2 separate regions of the Mus musculus genome follow, and region 2 is linked to region 1. Evidence: chromatin contacts called from public Hi-C data. All regions are on one chromosome and are shown on one strand. Each heading gives the region's core, a stretch centred on a gene start, on an enhancer-like site or on the middle of the called end of the contact. The rest is flanking DNA. Distances are from core to core; before and after follow the strand shown.

What was found. Hi-C and Micro-C count contacts between places; a contact is called where the count stands out from the background.
Region 2: a Hi-C map of the N1E-115 cell line shows a contact between it and region 1, with 9 times the contacts expected there. The contact joins two enhancer-like sites. A contact is called at or near these places in 2 of 15 datasets of contacts at CTCF or cohesin (large pre-B cells and pro-B cells), 11 of 484 Hi-C or Micro-C datasets (3T3-L1-derived adipocytes, the N1E-115 cell line, Sertoli cells and 7 more), 2 of 115 datasets of contacts at active chromatin or transcription factors (bone marrow-derived macrophages and heart atrium) and 1 of 9 other capture datasets (embryonic stem cells).

Annotation. Positions count from the first base shown.
Region 1 is chr10:94,989,460-94,993,281 of GRCm38.p6, reverse strand. No RefSeq gene overlaps it. Among named protein-coding and RNA genes, the nearest start is that of Gm40744, 30 kb to the right of the region's middle. Within about 2 kb of position 1,876, at least 149 of the 459 cell types and tissues checked have an H3K27ac peak or open chromatin away from gene starts, as enhancers often do. A contact at or near this core is called in the N1E-115 cell line, heart atrium and muscle stem cells, where this site is marked.
Region 2 is chr10:95,197,597-95,201,418 of GRCm38.p6, reverse strand. The region is part of intron 2 of Cradd (CASP2 and RIPK1 domain containing adaptor with death domain); the gene reads left to right. Among named protein-coding and RNA genes, the nearest start is that of Gm29684, 54 kb to the right of the region's middle. Within about 2 kb of position 1,673, at least 40 of the 459 cell types and tissues checked have an H3K27ac peak or open chromatin away from gene starts, as enhancers often do. A contact at or near this core is called in the N1E-115 cell line, heart atrium and muscle stem cells, where this site is marked.

The sequences.
Region 1 (3,822 bases), core at 627-3,126:
CTCACAGGCAATGAGTGATGTGAATTCAACATGCAAAATGGCTGGTGCTCAGCCCAGGAGTGTGGTGCAAAGCTGGAAACAGAGTCTAGCCACACTCTGCCTCTGGCTTCACCTAGAGAAGGGCTATGCGGAGAGCAAAAACTCGCAACTTCCTTTGTTAAGTTTGCAACCCAAGAGGGAGGGGAGGCAGAAAAGAGTCCTGGCTGAGGTTCAGGTAAGGCTTGTTGTCATCCCCACCCCCACCCCATTCTGCCTCTCCTCTCTGGCTGTCATCTCAGGCATAGCTCACTCTTATCCCTACAAATATCTCTTCAGTTATCTCCTTTCCCACAAGTTACTTCACCCAAACCAGCAAGCCAGCCCGCTTTCCCAAGCCAGGTCCCTGGCATCCAGAATGTGCCTAATAAAAACACATGTTGTAAAACTAAATGAATGAATGAATGACTTTTTTTCATGCAAAGAAGAACGAGCAAATCAAATGGGGGAGGGGCCGGAGGCTCCCAGATTTTAAAAGAATGTATTGCATTGATAGATTAGATTTTCTCTCTCTCTCTCTCTCTCTCTCTCTCTCTCTCTCTCTCTCTCTCTCTCTCTCTCTCTCTCTGTGTGTGTGTGTGTGTGTGTGTGTGTGTGTGTGTGTATGAAGCCCGGCAGGACTCTCCATTCCGAACAAGCTTTCTTTAACTGGTTTCTCAGTGGGGTAACCTCTCATTTCCCAGGAGCACCAAGAAAGGCAAATCAATATTCACTTAAGATAGCAATGTGCCCTAGAACCACAGGGGCCAAAGGGGTAGAACATCTCAAGACCGCGTCCAAGGTCAAACATAAGTGTGTCCGGAATTATCTCAGTGTAATGAGCCAGCTGGCCCCTGGTGCTTCACAAGACGGCTGGGTAAAGATTCGGGCTGGCCTCAGGCCTTGGCCCAGCAGGGAGCTGAGACGGGGGAAGGGCGCCCTCTGCCGAGGGTGAAGAAAAATACAACCTGGCAGTTGGTGAGCCCTATGCCTAGATTTCACTTCTAGAGGGCCATTTAAAACAAAAAACAAAAAAAACCTCAACCAGAGATCAAGCCAAGGAGCTGTTCCTCACAAGCCCTCTCTTAGCCCCTTCCCTTCAGCCCGGTGGCTAATTGCAGTCCTTGATCCCAAGGAGACAGTGTCCCCCCACTCCTGAGGCCTTCGTTTCTAAGAAAAAGACGGCCGATTATTACTTTTTTTGTTCCCTATTACCTTCCTCATCTTGGGCTCTAGAGCTCCGGAGCTAGGGGTCTTGGTCCTGAGAAAGATCTCAGACACTTTTGAGTAGGAGGGAACTCAGACACACCCTAAAGCCACACACACACACACACACACACACACACACACACACACACACACACACGTCAGTTGCCTGTCTATAAAACTGCGAGGCTGTATTCGACAGTCGGGAGGTTCCAACTCTCGTGGTGCCTGCCTGGTGTCCTATTTTAGACCCAGAATGCGTCCGTCCGCAGAGAGAGAACAGCGGCTAATGAGGGATCGTGAACCAACAGAAACAATGGCTGGGGACCACCTAAGCACTTTCCTCCCCCAGGGAAGGTAGAAATGGCTTTCTAAGGACCTGCGTCTCTTTATTGAATCTTGAGTGACACCTAGTGGTCCACCCGCCTCACCGTTGCCGAGGCTTCTGCTCAGAGGAGCTTTAAGTAAACTGGAGCTCATCTTTGCCTTCAAAGACCTGGGGAATCAAAGACAGCCTCGCTGAAGGTTTCTAGCACTTCCCCGCAAGCATTGTCCTACGTGATTCCGAAAGAAACGCTCTTATCTGGAGAGCTTGCTCAACTGGCACATCGTTCTAGCAGCGAATGTGTTAAGCTAGACGCTCTCCTAGGTACTGGGAACACAGATGTCCCAGTCTAGGCTCCTGCTCTCTAGAAACAGCCTAGGTTGGTGCAGAAAATGGACCCGGGTTTGGGGGAGTGTTTTATTTAAAAAACACCATAGTCCACTGGAAAAATGGAGTGTGTGTGTGTGATTTGTGGATGGAGGAGAGCAGTCACCACTTGAGCTGGGTCCTGGAGGTCAAGTAGCGTGACAGAATAAAAGTGGATTGACAGCCCACAATGTACACATCCTTCCACTCCGTTGTTCAAACAATGAACTTGAGGGCTGCTGGGAAGAGAATCTGTGGGTGTGGTTAAGATCCCCGGGTCTGCCAATCTTAAAAATCTAAAGCTTGTCCAAGGCAGGCCTCGCCCAATCAGCTGAACACTTTAAAGGGACTGGAATGTTCCTGGCAGAAGAGATTGGAGACTCAAAAGGACTCTTGTGGAGTTTTCTCTGATTGGTTGTTCATTAGGAATTTGGCTAGCCGGGAGAGAGCTGAGAGCCAAACTGTGAGAAAGTGAGTTCTGACAGTGGCCAGGGCGCTGGGAGAGAAGCCAAAGCTTGCTTTGCGAAAAACCAAGTCCCAGCTGACGCCTGAGTTTAGCTTTGCAACACCACAGAGAGAGGACTCAGGCTGTCTGTGCTGGTCTATAAAACTATGATTAACCAATTGGAGGGGATTTAAGCTGATAGCTATGCAATGTGTTCAGAAGCCACAGAAAAATGGAGGGGGTTGGCCACTTGGAGAACAAAAGCCATCTGGCCAGCAGGACCATGCAGGCAGACGACAAAGGAAAACGTAGCATTGAGAACAGGCTTTGGATGGGAGGCACAGTGTCCTTGGACAGACTGATGGCTCCCTGTACCCCTGTGTTCACAGCGTAAAATGGAGTCGTCAGTGGTTTAAACCTAGAGTTAGTGGTGTGCCTGCATAGACAGGGCTCGATACAGCTCAGGAACTATCAAGTGGTCAGAAGATGTTAGGCAACTCTAGTTGTAGCTCTTAATCCACAGACAAAGCACTGGGCTGAGAGGCCTTGGTCATGGGTTGGTTTTTTGTTTTGTTTTGTTTTGTTTTGTTTACTGGGATAGGGGGCATCTAAGACTATATATCCCTGACCCTACCTTTGTTCTTACTAAATCAGACTCTATAAGTAAGGCCCAAGGACCTGAACTCACAAAGAGCTTCCAGAACGAGAGGGTGTAACTGCACCATTGCAGTAGTTATACATCAGTAAGCAGCTGGTAGAATACAGAAAAGGCAGTAAGGGCAGGGTGTGCACATGACAGGCTTTGAGGGAGCACCGCACCGTCTAAAGGGGTGAACAGGTCACCAGAGAATGTGCTGGGATCATTCTGAGAGGTGGGTGGGGATGGGGATAATGAGTGGTGTTGTTGGGTTGTGAGAGTCCAGGAATCTTGTGGGCGTGCAGCTGGAACACCATATAGGCAGAAACACTCGAATTCAGGAACCATACTGGGACCGGAATTACAATGTGCGTGAGCACATGATGTCATAGGTGTGGAGAACAGAACTGAAAACATGTGGGCGGAGGTGTGGGCCTCTCTGGAACTGAGAACAAGCCATCAGGAAGACAGGAAAGGTGCTGAGTGGGACATGGGCCAAGGGAGACACTGGTCACCAGTGTCCCTGGCCTTGGAAGATTCCAAAGGGACAAAGTCTGGGAGCTGCTCCATCAATGGCAAGGTCTGCAGCACTCACAGACTATGGCTTGGGAATGGACAGGAAGCAAGAGATGGGTTGTGCTCTTTGGCTTCAGAAGCGAAAAGGGAAAACAGGGTAGAAGCTAGAAATGGGTACACCCTCACCCTGCACCAATTCCGTTGATGTGAACCTAGACACACCATCCATAAACACGGCTGTGGCAGGCCGCCAAGAACCTGCTAACCTTGAACTGCATAGGGCAAGAAGCATAAGGCTCTAAGGAAAGAATG
Region 2 (3,822 bases), core at 424-2,923, 210 kb before region 1:
TCTTTCTTTCTTTCTTTCTTTCTCTCTCTCTCTCTCTCTCTCTTCCTTCCTTCCTTCTCTCTCTCCCTTCCTTCCTTCTCTCTCTCCCTTCCCTTCCCCTTCCCTTCCCCTTCCCCTTCCCCTTCCCCCTTCCCCTTCCCCCTTCCCCCTTCTTCCCCCTTCCCCCCCTTCCCCCTTCCCCCTTCCCCCCTTCCCCCCCTTCCCCCTTCCCCCTTCCCCCTTCCTTCCCCCTTCCCCCTTCCCCCTTCCTTCCTTCCTTCCTTCCCCCTTCCCCCTTCCCCCTTCCCCCTTCCCCCTTCCCCCTTCCTTCCCCCTTCCCCCTTCTCTCTCTCTCTCTCTCTCTCTCTCTCTCTCTCTCTCTCTCTCTTTCTTGCTTTCTTGCTTTCTTGCTTTATTTTAATGTCTGACCTCTGTCACTATTCTGAGTTGAGTTTTCTGGCTCATCCACAGTGTGATGCATGAAGATCCCAAATCCAAGAAACCCTCAGTGGTCCAAGTGCCAGCAGAGAGGCTCCCATCCCAAGATGGCATTGAACTGGGGTCCTCGGATGTTAAGGAATCATTGGCCTGAGGAGGATGTGTATCTGAGCAGTGTAGGGGGACAAGACGAGCTTAGAGTGGCCCAGGCAAAGTAGAGAAGGTGTTAAGAGTCTGGGACAGATGGGTGGCCAGGCCAGCCAGAACCTTCCTTTTCTCCAGATGCTGTTATCCCAGGAGAGGAGCCTACTGGAACCAGAGGAGGTTGCTCTCCAACAAAACACAAATTGAGGGGTAAGGAGACAGTGAAGGGCAAGTGAGGGCAGCGGAATTGGTTGTCATAGCCTGGTGGCCTGAAGAGGTTTCTCTGCGGCTGGCTGAGTCCATGTTGGGGCTGTGCCAGGCATGAAGTGCAAGCCAGGCTTCAGTCCTGGCTGTAGACATATTGTTCTCCCTGTCATTTAGACGGGATCCAATTTCTCTGCTTGAGCAAATTGTTCCTGCTAAGGATGCAGACTCTGCTAAGGGCCAAGGCCTCCGTGGAGTTGACCCGACCTCGCAGTCTGAAGCGAACAATATTGGGGGAAGAGTGATGACTAGATTCTCTGATGCCCCTGAAATACAGAGGGGTCAAATGGGTCCATTGTGACTGTAATATAACTTGTTTGGGATAATCTGAGCATACTTCCCTGTGTCCTCAGGACTCCCAGGATCCTGATCCTACAAGACAGGGATGTGAGGAGGAACATTAGCAGGGAGGAGTGTGAAGAAAGATCTGCTAGGAAGGAGTGCATACAGAGGATGGGATGAGGACCAGAAGCCACCCGCTGACAGCAGTGTTCCCGGGCATCTGGCAGAGAGCAGCCTCCCAGCCCCTGGGGAACTGAAGAGAAGACAGGAGCAGATACAGAGGGGAGCCCTGCTACACAGTACCCCCAAATGCAGTGGGACCCAAAAATTGATGTGAGAGGTGGCTGACTTCTGAACAGCCTCACAAGGTCATAGGGCACACCAAATAAGGCGCCTTCCAGTTTTGATGCTGTGATGTAGAGACGGCACCGGCAAAGAGCTGCAACAAGAAGGAACAATTAGCCAATTCATTACGTTGACATTTCTGGCCACAAGGTCAGTACTTTACAAAATAGGGCCCTTTCCCTTAATTGGGGTTGTGACAGATAAACGTGTGTTCCCATCTGACTCACGGTGTCCATGTGGCCAGGCCCTATTATCCCCACTTGGCCTGCCCTGTCTGTGTAAGAGGGCTTGTTCTGTGTACCACTCTTGGCATCTCTGTAAAGGATTCAAACGGAGTCAACACAGGGCCTGCTTCCTGTTCTTCAGCCAGAAGAGAAGACTCATTCACATACAGACGGAGAGCCGGCAAACCTTGCTGGATCAAGAGTGGAGGAAAATAGAGGGAATGGGAGAGGGGTCATTTAAAAACCACAGTTCACATGAGGAAAACCTTAACAAGAACTCTGGATACCAGTTCAAATGAGGAGCAGGGATATTCAGAATGAAAGCAGGAGGCTAAAAGGCTCCACAGACATCACCTGAGATGCTCGGAGAGGCAGCAGGAGGCAGTGTGTGACATTTCAAAGCACATCTAAGGGGCCAGGTTGCCTGGGTTCCACTTCTGGCTGGTTCACTTCAGGCAGTCTGACCTTGGCGAGTTCCTGCCCACTGTGCTTTAGTTTTTTGCTTAGCAGAGTGACGATACCTTGGTGCCTTCCTTTAGATCTTCTATGAGAATTGAGCAGTGATGGTTAGCTGTAAATGCCAGCCCGGGACCCTAAAATCACCTGGGAAGAGAGTCCCAATGAGGAATCATTTTGAGCAGGTCGGCCCGTGGGAAATGTCTATGACGGGTTATCTCAATTGTGCTTATTAATGTAGGAAGACCCAGCCTGATAGCGAGAAGCACACTTGCCTGGCTTAGACCTACCTAGGCTGTGTAAGAGCAGAGAAAGCTAGCAGAGCACCAGACACGCATGGCGTTCTCTCTCTCCGCGCTTGGCTGTTGATGTGATACGATGGATGAGTCTCTTCAAGTTCTGACCAGTAACTTCCCTGCAGTGATGGGTTATCATGGATGGAGAACAAAAGCAAACCCTTCCTCTCGCGCGGTTCTTTTAGCCGGGATATCTTACCGCACAGCAGAATTGAAAGTCGGATAAGCAAGTGAAGCCGAGACAGAGAGATGTCTGGCAAGGAAAGCAATGCCTTTCTTCCTGTGTATAGGGAGGTAGATGTGGGCTATCCCAGGCAACCAAAGAAGAGCCGCTGCTGAAAAACCGATCTCAGCACACAGCATAACGCCTTTTGTAATTGGTTTCCCCGAAAAGTACTTTTGAAAAGTAACGGGCCAAGAAAACGGCGGAATTAGCTGGATTATTTGTAGCCCAGACCCCCGTGGGCTCTGCCTTTCTAGCCGTGTGGTTCACACTTTGACTTTTGCATCCCCTGGGCATCTCCCACCTGACACATTCAAACATACCTCTCAGTGTCACTCCTACGTGCCGCTCCTGCATGCAGCCTTCTCTGGGTTATTACCACATGTGTTTGAGTACACATGTGTATGGTGCATGTGTGTGTGTGTGTGTGTGTGTGTGTGTGTGTGTGTGTGTGTGTGTGCCACTCTGCGCATATGAAAGTCAGGGAACAGCTTCAGTCCTTCTATTGTGGGTGGGATTGAACACAGATCATCCAATTTGCCCAGATAGCACTTTTTTACTTGCTGAGCCATCCCATTGGCCCAGCCTTCTCCATTTCAGTTCCAGCAGTGGGAATAGCAGTTACCCAGTTACTCAAACTAGAAGCTGGGCAGCCCGAGACTCCTCTTGTCTTGGCCAGCATTTAACCCATCAGCCTATGTCCATTTCCTCTCGGTATCTTCACACCCAATCTACTTTTCTGTATAGCTCCTGCCCCCATCTTGGGTCAACAGTCAATTTTCCCCTGAAGTGACTTTCTAACTGTCCCTCTGGCTCTATTCTTGCCTGACTCAAGGCCAGAAAGCCTGCAAGGAGCCACGGAGTAGGAAACCAACATCCATCCCTAAAGAGGTTCTCAGCCCCGGGTCCAAGTGCAATGCTCTGTGCAGGCATCCTTGGGCTTTGCTGGTTCAGCCGCATGCACTGGCATCCCCTTTCCAGCTTACTCTCCCAGTTACAGACAGAATCGTGTTTGCCACCTAGAAACTGGGCCATGCCTCTTGTTCCAGTCTGACCCTCATCGCTGGTCTTCTGAAGTTTTCTGTGCCCTTGAGCTCCAAAGCAGATCCCAGCCTCATCCTGTCTGCAGTTCCGTGCCGTGTCTTTTCTGGCTCCGTTCATTATCAAATCG